Regions from separate parts of the Bos taurus genome. Here region 1 is linked to region 2. The links are chromatin contacts, called in public Hi-C maps. All regions are on one chromosome and are shown on one strand. Each heading gives the region's core, a stretch centred on a gene start, on an enhancer-like site or on the middle of the called end of the contact. The rest is flanking DNA. Distances are from core to core; before and after follow the strand shown. Region 1 has its middle 55 kb from the start of ARID1A. Region 2 holds the start of ARID1A (AT-rich interaction domain 1A).

Region 1 (3,777 bases), core at 476-2,975, 55 kb before region 2:
AGCCCAGAACAAAGAAAGTGATTAAGCTGGTTTAACTGCATTCAACCCACTATGCTAAATCCCCGTAGGGGGCTCTAGATAAACAACAAATTTAGTTTCTTGGCCTAAATCCTTTTCTTCAAAGAAGAAATTTTTCTTGTGAGTATCTCTGATAAATTTGTTTTCATCTTCTTCATTTCTTAGTCTCTAGGGAAGCTAGGGTGAAAAGAATCTATCTGATTGGGCTGCATTTTTGGAAGAGATGTACTGTGAAGAATGGAATAGAAAGCGATGGGTTACACAGCTAAAGAGGCGTTGGAGGAACTGAGGCATGGGTGAAGTGTGATTGTTCAGCCCCAGAAAAAGGCCAGCTAGTGACACCCGGAATAGGATTTTATCAGGCAGTGAATCAAATAAGGCTGCGAGGGAGATAATAAGGTGTAATTATAGCAGTGCTGTTAGTGCCTGTTCATGGGGTCTGGCAGCAATTTGGTTGAACACCCCTCATTTTGAGAAATTTGTAATTTGGCAGTAAGAATTCTTGCCTTAAAATTTGGCACAAACCTTCACAGTTTAATATTGCAAAATCTGGGAAATGTTGAAATGTGGCTGCTATTCTAATTGAACTTTTTCAAGCTTTTTCGAATTGGTTTTTTTCCTGTTGGATTCAGAAACAAACGCCTCTCTTTCAAAAAGTTCACTAAGGTTTTTTTAAACCACAAACTCCTGTACGCTTACAAGCAGATGTACTGCTGTAATAAATTCTCATGACTTTAAATCTTTGTGTACATACAGAGGGGATAAAAGCTTTCACTTGAAAAGCCCGAGTTCCTTCTGTTAGTAGCCCTTTAAAAATTCCCCACAATCAGTATTTTGTTTAACTTCCTTTGAGTCAGAGCGGTGCAACGTGGTGTTGCTCTTGGTTTTATGAACCGACTGCTTCCCCGAAGCTTATTCCCCGTTGTTTTAAAGTAGAAGGGAGGTCACCGGGCTGTAGTGAAATGTGGCCAACTCCGCCTGGGACCAAGCTGGCCCAACGGGCTTCTCTAAAGTAACTGGAAGTTTTCTGACAGGAAACCGGTCAGTTCTTATAAGCGTCGGCTCGGGTTCCCACGGCCCCGGCAGCTGCAGCTCCCCCGACGCCCCTCTCGGGGCCGGGCAGGAGCGCGGGGTGCGGGGCGCTGTGGGCGGCAGGGGGCAGCAGCGGGAACCCGTTGTTCTCCAGACAGGGGGTGGGGCGGGAAGCTGCCCCCCCACCCCGTTTCCGTGCCCCGCGCTCTCCCCTCCCCCTCTCGCGCCTTGCCTTGCCTTGCCTTCCCTCCCCTCCCCGCGGGGAGGAGGGCGGGGGTGCGGAGCCCTCCCCCGGGACAGGGGGCGTGTGCGTCCCCTCCGCTCCCCTCCCCCCGGCCGGGCTCTCCTGGCTCCCCGAGGCGGGAGTTTCCAGGAAGAGCTCAGAGCGCGGTCGCACCACCGAGCGCACGGAGACGTCAAGTAGTCCCTGAGAGCGACCTGATTCAGAGAATTCTAGCTGCCAGAGGCTGTCGGGAGTTGGAACTCCGAAAAGATTGGGAACAGCCCTCTGGCCTGGGGAGCTCTGGGAAAGAGGTCGGAGGTCCCACTTTCCATTCCTGGAGAAATATGTGTAGTGGAGGCGGAACGAGTTCCGGCGGAGGGCTCGGACGCGCCGGGTGGAGTGAAGCGCCGCGCGGTCGAAGCGCTCACAGAGTTAAAGTGGGCGGGAAAACCCGGAGCGGACTCTCCCTGACACGCCTAGGACCTCCCTCCCCACTCTTCTTGGGGGAGGGGAACGAAAAAAGAAGAGGCAGAAACGTGTTCCCTTTCTCTGCTTCCTAAATGCCTAGTGAAGAAACAAGTGGCGACTCGCCACTTCGAGAAATGCGCTGCAGGACCTTCAGGTCCCGGCGGGGAGGGATCGTGTGGCTCCTCCTCCAGTAACGTCCGCACCGTCGGCGCTGGGCGCGCGGTCAGAAACCCAGGCCTGAGACCTGGAGGAGCTAGGCGCGCGCATGCGTGCGGTGGGCACGCGCTTCCCGCCCCTTTCTTGAGCGCGTTCTCTTCCCCCCTCCCCCCGCGTTCCTCAGCCGCCACCTCAGAGCTTCCCCCCGCACCCAGCCCTCTCTTTTCGGGGGAGGTGGCCCATCTTGCCCGTCGACTGACTAACCCCTTCACCCCAGCTTCGCCCCGCCTCCCCTGAGCTTCGGTACGAACTCTGCAGCTAGGGCTCAGCTTTCACATTCCCGCCTCCGCCTTCTATCTCCCCTCCCAACCCTTAAGCACTTCCTGCAAACTACCCTGTTCTTGCTCCTTTCGGCGCCGCCTCCTCCCAGCCCTAACTGGATGGCTGCGTTCACGTTGGTGGGGCTCTGGGTAGTACCTTGTATTCCTCCTGCAGGCGATGGCTGCTCCATTTTACAGATGAGGAAGTTAAAGTCCAGAGCTCCGATGAGCTGGACTCTAAAGGCTCCTTGTTGTTGTACAGTCGCTAAGTCGTGTACGACTCTCTGACCCGGTGGCCCGTAGCACGTCAGGCTGCTAAGTCGTTTAACTATCTCCGGAGTTTTCTCAAACTCCTATCCATTGAGTGGGTGACGCTAACTACCTGACAGAACGTGGTCCGGTGGAGGAGGGAATGGCAAACCACGCCAGTATTCTTGCCAGGAGACTCCCATGTACAGTATGAAAAGGCTCCTTTTGAGTTGTCCCCAAAAGCAAACACTGTAACTGGCTTTGGAAAGAGAAACCCTTGACTTGCTACAATTTAAGCAACCTTGGAAAGCCAGTCCCAGTCTTTTGGCACCCTCAATCCTTCAGGCCAAACCATCGAGCCCAGTTGGCAAACACCATAGAAACAATTTATCCCAAATCAACCATGTAGCGACCTCTAAATTAGAGAAAGAGTCAATTGGTGACTTTAGAGGTTATGTATAGGCTATTTATTCAATGTGAAGTCTTTTTTAAAAGCACTGTGTAATATTTTCTCTTAGATGTTGTAATTCTCGTATTCCTTCCCCAATTTGAGATCATGTTTTTGGTTTTGAAAACATTTTGACATAATTTGTCTCCCAGTAACAACAACAACAACAACAACAAACTTTTCCTTTTTGTTAGTATCAGTGTTAATCGCACAGTCACGTCCGACTGTTTGCAACCCCGTGGACTGTAGCCCACCAGGCTCCTCTAGTTCATGGGATTCTCCAGGCGAGAATACTGGAGTGCGTTCCCATTGCCTCCGCCAGGGGATCTTCCGCACCCAGGGACTGAACCTGGGTCTCCTGTATTTCAGGCAGAGTGTTTACCTTCTTAGACACCACAGAACCGCTTTGTTAGTATGGTTGATTATTATTCCTAAATTCCACACCTTAATCCCTAAAGTCAATTCTTCCCTGGGCTTCAGCTCCAGTTAAAAGTTATCTCCAGTAGGTGAGAGGTTTGCAAAAGACGTCATAGAGAATCTTGAGGCACTGCGTCTCTAAACTTTTTGCGTATCACAAACTTTAAAGCTGTAAGTGGGAATTAAAGGAAAAGACTTGTGTAATTTTATGTATATCAAGAGATTCATTATTTCAGATTCAAATGTTTTGAGATTCTCATTCCAAGCATTGTAAATATGGGTCTGTTTTGTTTTGTTAATTTATTTTCTTTATTGGCTATGCTGGGTCTTCCTTGCTGGTGGCTTTCTCTAGTTGCTGCATGCAGGAGCTACTCTTTGTTGACATGTGCAGACTTATTGTGGTGGCTTCTCTTGTTTCAGAGCACAGAATTTAGGTGCTTGGGCTT
Region 2 (3,822 bases), core at 1,053-3,552:
GTTAAGAATGAGTTCAGGTTTGGGGAATTATTCAGTGACCAGTGAGTGGTACAGCCAAAAAACTCCAGGGGCCTGCAGAATCTGGAAATTCTAAGGTAATAGTTCTGTGGCCTGAAGTGTCTATTTACAGCATTTAAGGGGGGATGAAGCCTTGGTGTCTAATGCCTAGCTGACCTAGCATCTCTCAAGGCAGCCCTGGGCTTGGTGAGGAGCTGGTATCCCCTCTGGCCTGTGTAGCCTGTCATGTCAGAGCATTCTAAGTCAGTCAGAGGACAAGGCTGCTGCTGAGATGTGGTGGAGCCTGTGAATCTAGAATTTTCTGTGTATACCTCCAGTTCACTCAGCATCTCTTAGAATGTAACAGTAAACTTTAATGATTCTTTACAATGAAGGACAGAAAAACAAATTTAGGTTGCATCTGTTTTCTGAGTGAGGTGTTAGACTGCACCTTTTCTCTCTTTTTAAGGAGAAAATGGTTCCCTCTATTTGGTCATCCCTCTTAGGCAGTGGTTCCTTTGAACACTCAGGTTCCACCAGTCCCTGGAGTCTCTTCTGTGGTCTGTTACAGTCTTACAGGTACTGTCTTTGGAGACTGGGACCCTTGGTCATTGTGGGCAAAGGTGGGGCTTGTGTCTTCCTGCGAGAAGGCTGTCATATGTCCCCAAAATATCTTCAGGGGTGACCATTTTATATCAGTTGAGATGACCAGCTTTGATCTCAAACCCATTCTGATGTTCTGATCCCACTGTTGTATGTAGCACCACTTTTCTTTTTATTACTATTATTTCTAATGCCAAGTAGGTAGACAGGGGCAGCACTGGGGACTCTACTACTTTTTAAAGTCACCCTCCACTGCCCTCGTCTTTGTGATAGGCTAAGCGATAGGACAGTACCCTACGCTGTCTTATAACTGTAAAATGGGGATAATGGACTTCATACTCCTTATAAATAATAGGCCGGTCCCCTACGCTGTCTTATGACTCTGTAAAATGGGGATCAGGGACTTCATGCCCCCCAGGGCCTGTGAGGACCAGCTAATGAGGGCAGAGAGTGGGAAAACGGAAAGTCGGAAACAATGATCTGTCATTCCATGCAGCTTGCAAAGAGGATACAACGTAAAGCTCAGCTGGGTCTTTGGAGCAGGTCTGCAAAAAGCTTTGAAGAAGGAAAAGTGCCGCGGAGATGCTAAGTAGCGGCCAAGAGACCAGGCCCGCTGCCAGGGGGGGTCAGGCCTGGGCCGAGGCGGCCGCGGTCTCGGGCTCAGGCCAATTTTGCAGCCGCGAGTAAAGTTCACGCTGCCCGCGGCGCGGAGGGGACCGACCTGGATAGGGAGGCCAGGAGGGAGGCGGCGCGCAGGCTCCGGAGAGGCGCGAGCTCCGGGCCGGGTTTTCCCCGAAGCCTTCGGCGGCGGCGCTGCCGAGCGAGAGCGGCAGAGCGCCTGCCGCCGCCGCCGCCGCCGCCGCGGCTGGTTCTCTCCCCTCCTCCTTTGTGAGGGGAAGGGAGCGAGTCCATTCCACGGCCTGCGCCCCGCTCCGCGCTCCGTTCCGGGTTTGCCAGGCGGCCGCGACGGCTCTGGGTAAAATGGCAGTGCTGAGCCTCGTGTCGGAGTGAGGGGGACTCGGAGGAGAGTGGGGCGCTCTAGCCGCTCAGTCCGGCCGCCCGCCCGCTCGCCCGCCCGCCGCCGCGCAGTAGCCTCGGCCCGGCGCCGCGGCCGGGGAGGGGAGGCAGGGCGCCCGGCCCGGCCCACGCTCCGACTCTGCCTGCCGGCGCCCGGGCTGCTGCCGCGCGCCCTCCAGCCCGCCCGTCCCGGGTCCCCCTCCCCCCGCTCCCTCCCTCCCCGCCCCCTCCCCCTCGCCTCCCTCCCTCCCCTCCCTCCCTCCCTCCCTCCTTTCTCCGGCAGCAGAAAGCGGAGAGTCACAGCGGGGCCAGGCCCTGGGGAGCGGAGCCTCCACCGCCCCCCTCATTCCCAGGCAAGGGCTTGGGGGGGAATGAGCCGGGAGAGCCGGGTCCCGAGCTTACAGAGCCGGGAGCAGCTGAGCCGCCGGCGCCTCGGCCGCCGCCGCCGCCTCCTCCTCCTCCGCCGCCGCCGCCAGCCCGGAGCCTGAGCCGGCGGGGCGGGGGGGAGAGGAGCGAGCGAGCGAGCGAGCGCAGCGCAAAAGCCGCGGAGCCCCGCGAGGCCCGCCCGGGCGGGTGGGGAGGGAAGCCCGAGGGGACTCGGCCCCGGGGCGGGGTGGGGTGGGAGGGGGGTGAGAGAAGACGAAGACAGGGCCGGGTCTCTCCGCGGACGAGACAGCGGGGATCATGGCCGCGCAGGTCGCCCCCGCCGCCGCCAGCAGCCTGGGCAACCCGCCGCCGCCGCCGCCCTCGGAGCTGAAGAAAGCGGAGCAGCAGCAGCAGCAGCAGCGGGAGGAGGCGGGGGGCGAGGCGGCGGCGGCGGTCGCGGCGGAGCGCGGGGAAATGAAGGCAGCCGCCGGGCAGGAAAGCGAGGGCCCCGCCGTGGGGCCGCCGCAGCCACTGGGAAAGGAGCTGCAGGACGGGGCCGAGAGCAATGGGGGTGGCGGCGGCGGCGGAGCCGGCGGGCCCGGCGCGGAGCCGGACCTGAAGAACTCGAACGGGAACGCGGGCCCTAGGCCCGCCCTGAACAATAACCTCACGGAGCCGCCCGGCGGCGGTGGCGGCGGCAGCAGCGACGGGGTGGGGGCGCCTCCTCACTCAGCCGCGGCCGCCTTGCCGCCCCCAGCCTACGGCTTCGGGCAACCCTACGGCCGGAGCCCGTCTGCCGTCGCCGCCGCCGCGGCCGCCGTCTTCCACCAACAACATGGCGGACAACAAAGCCCTGGCCTGGCAGCGCTGCAGAGCGGCGGCGGCGGCGGGGGCCTGGAGCCCTACGCGGGGCCCCAGCAGAACTCGCACGACCACGGCTTCCCCAACCACCAGTACAACTCCTACTACCCCAACCGCAGCGCCTACCCCCCGCCCCCCCAGGCCTACGCGCTGAGCTCCCCGAGAGGTGGCACTCCGGGCTCCGGCGCGGCGGCGGCGGCCGCCGGCTCCAAGCCGCCTCCCTCTTCCAGCGCCTCCGCCTCCTCGTCGTCTTCGTCCTTCGCTCAGCAGCGCTTCGGGGCCATGGGGGGAGGCGGCCCCTCAGCGGCCGCAGGGGGAACCCCCCAGCCCACCGCCACCCCCACCCTCAACCAACTGCTCACGTCGCCCAGCTCGGCCCGTGGCTACCAGGGCTACCCCGGGGGCGACTACGGCGGCGGGCCCCAGGACGGGGGCGCCGGCAAGGGCCCGGCGGACATGGCCTCGCAGTGCTGGGGGGCTGCTGCTGCTGCGGCGGCGGCGGCCGCGGCCGCCTCGGGAGGGGCCCAACAAAGGAGCCACCACGCGCCCATGAGCCCTGGGAGCAGCGGCGGCGGGGGGCAGCCGCTCGTCCGGACCCCGCAGGTAACACGGCTGAGTGGGGTGGGGGGCCTGTGGCGACTGGGGTGGGGGGTCCTGGGAGTGGGTGGTGGCGGCGGCGGGGAGCGGGCCACGGCCGTGGGCTACCCCCAGTCTGGGGCCCCCACTGCTGGGGAGCTGCCATTGTCTCGCTCTTTCTCTCTTAAAATGGCTGCCCGTCTGCCTTCCTCTCTTTCCCTCCTTCAGCCTTTGTGTGGGGCTTTCCTTGAGGTGTCTGCTCCCCTCCTCCTCCCCCCCGGGTCCCTTCCAGCTCCGGGGGGTCTTCAGAGGGGTGCGGAGCCGGGTGTGCGGGAAAAGGGCCCGGCCCGGGGTGAGGGGGTGTTGGGGGCTCAGGTTAGGGGTGTAGGCAGCCCTCGGAGG

What was found. Hi-C and Micro-C count contacts between places; a contact is called where the count stands out from the background.
Region 1: a Hi-C map of skeletal muscle shows a contact between it and region 2, with 2.8 times the contacts expected there. The contact joins the enhancer-like site here to the promoter of ARID1A in region 2. A contact is called at or near these places in 4 of 11 Hi-C or Micro-C datasets (liver, skeletal muscle, skin fibroblasts and 1 more).

What each region holds. Positions count from the first base shown.
Region 1 is chr2:126,530,294-126,534,070 of ARS-UCD2.0, reverse strand. No RefSeq gene overlaps it. Among named protein-coding and RNA genes, the nearest start is that of ARID1A, 55 kb to the right of the region's middle. Within about 2 kb of position 1,725, at least 102 of the 102 cell types and tissues checked have an H3K27ac peak or open chromatin away from gene starts, as enhancers often do. A contact at or near this core is called in liver, skeletal muscle and skin fibroblasts, where this site is marked.
Region 2 is chr2:126,475,504-126,479,325 of ARS-UCD2.0, reverse strand. ARID1A (AT-rich interaction domain 1A) reads left to right here and starts at 2,302. Exons shown (of 20, transcript NM_001205785.2): 1 at 2,302-3,447. The coding sequence starts at 2,302.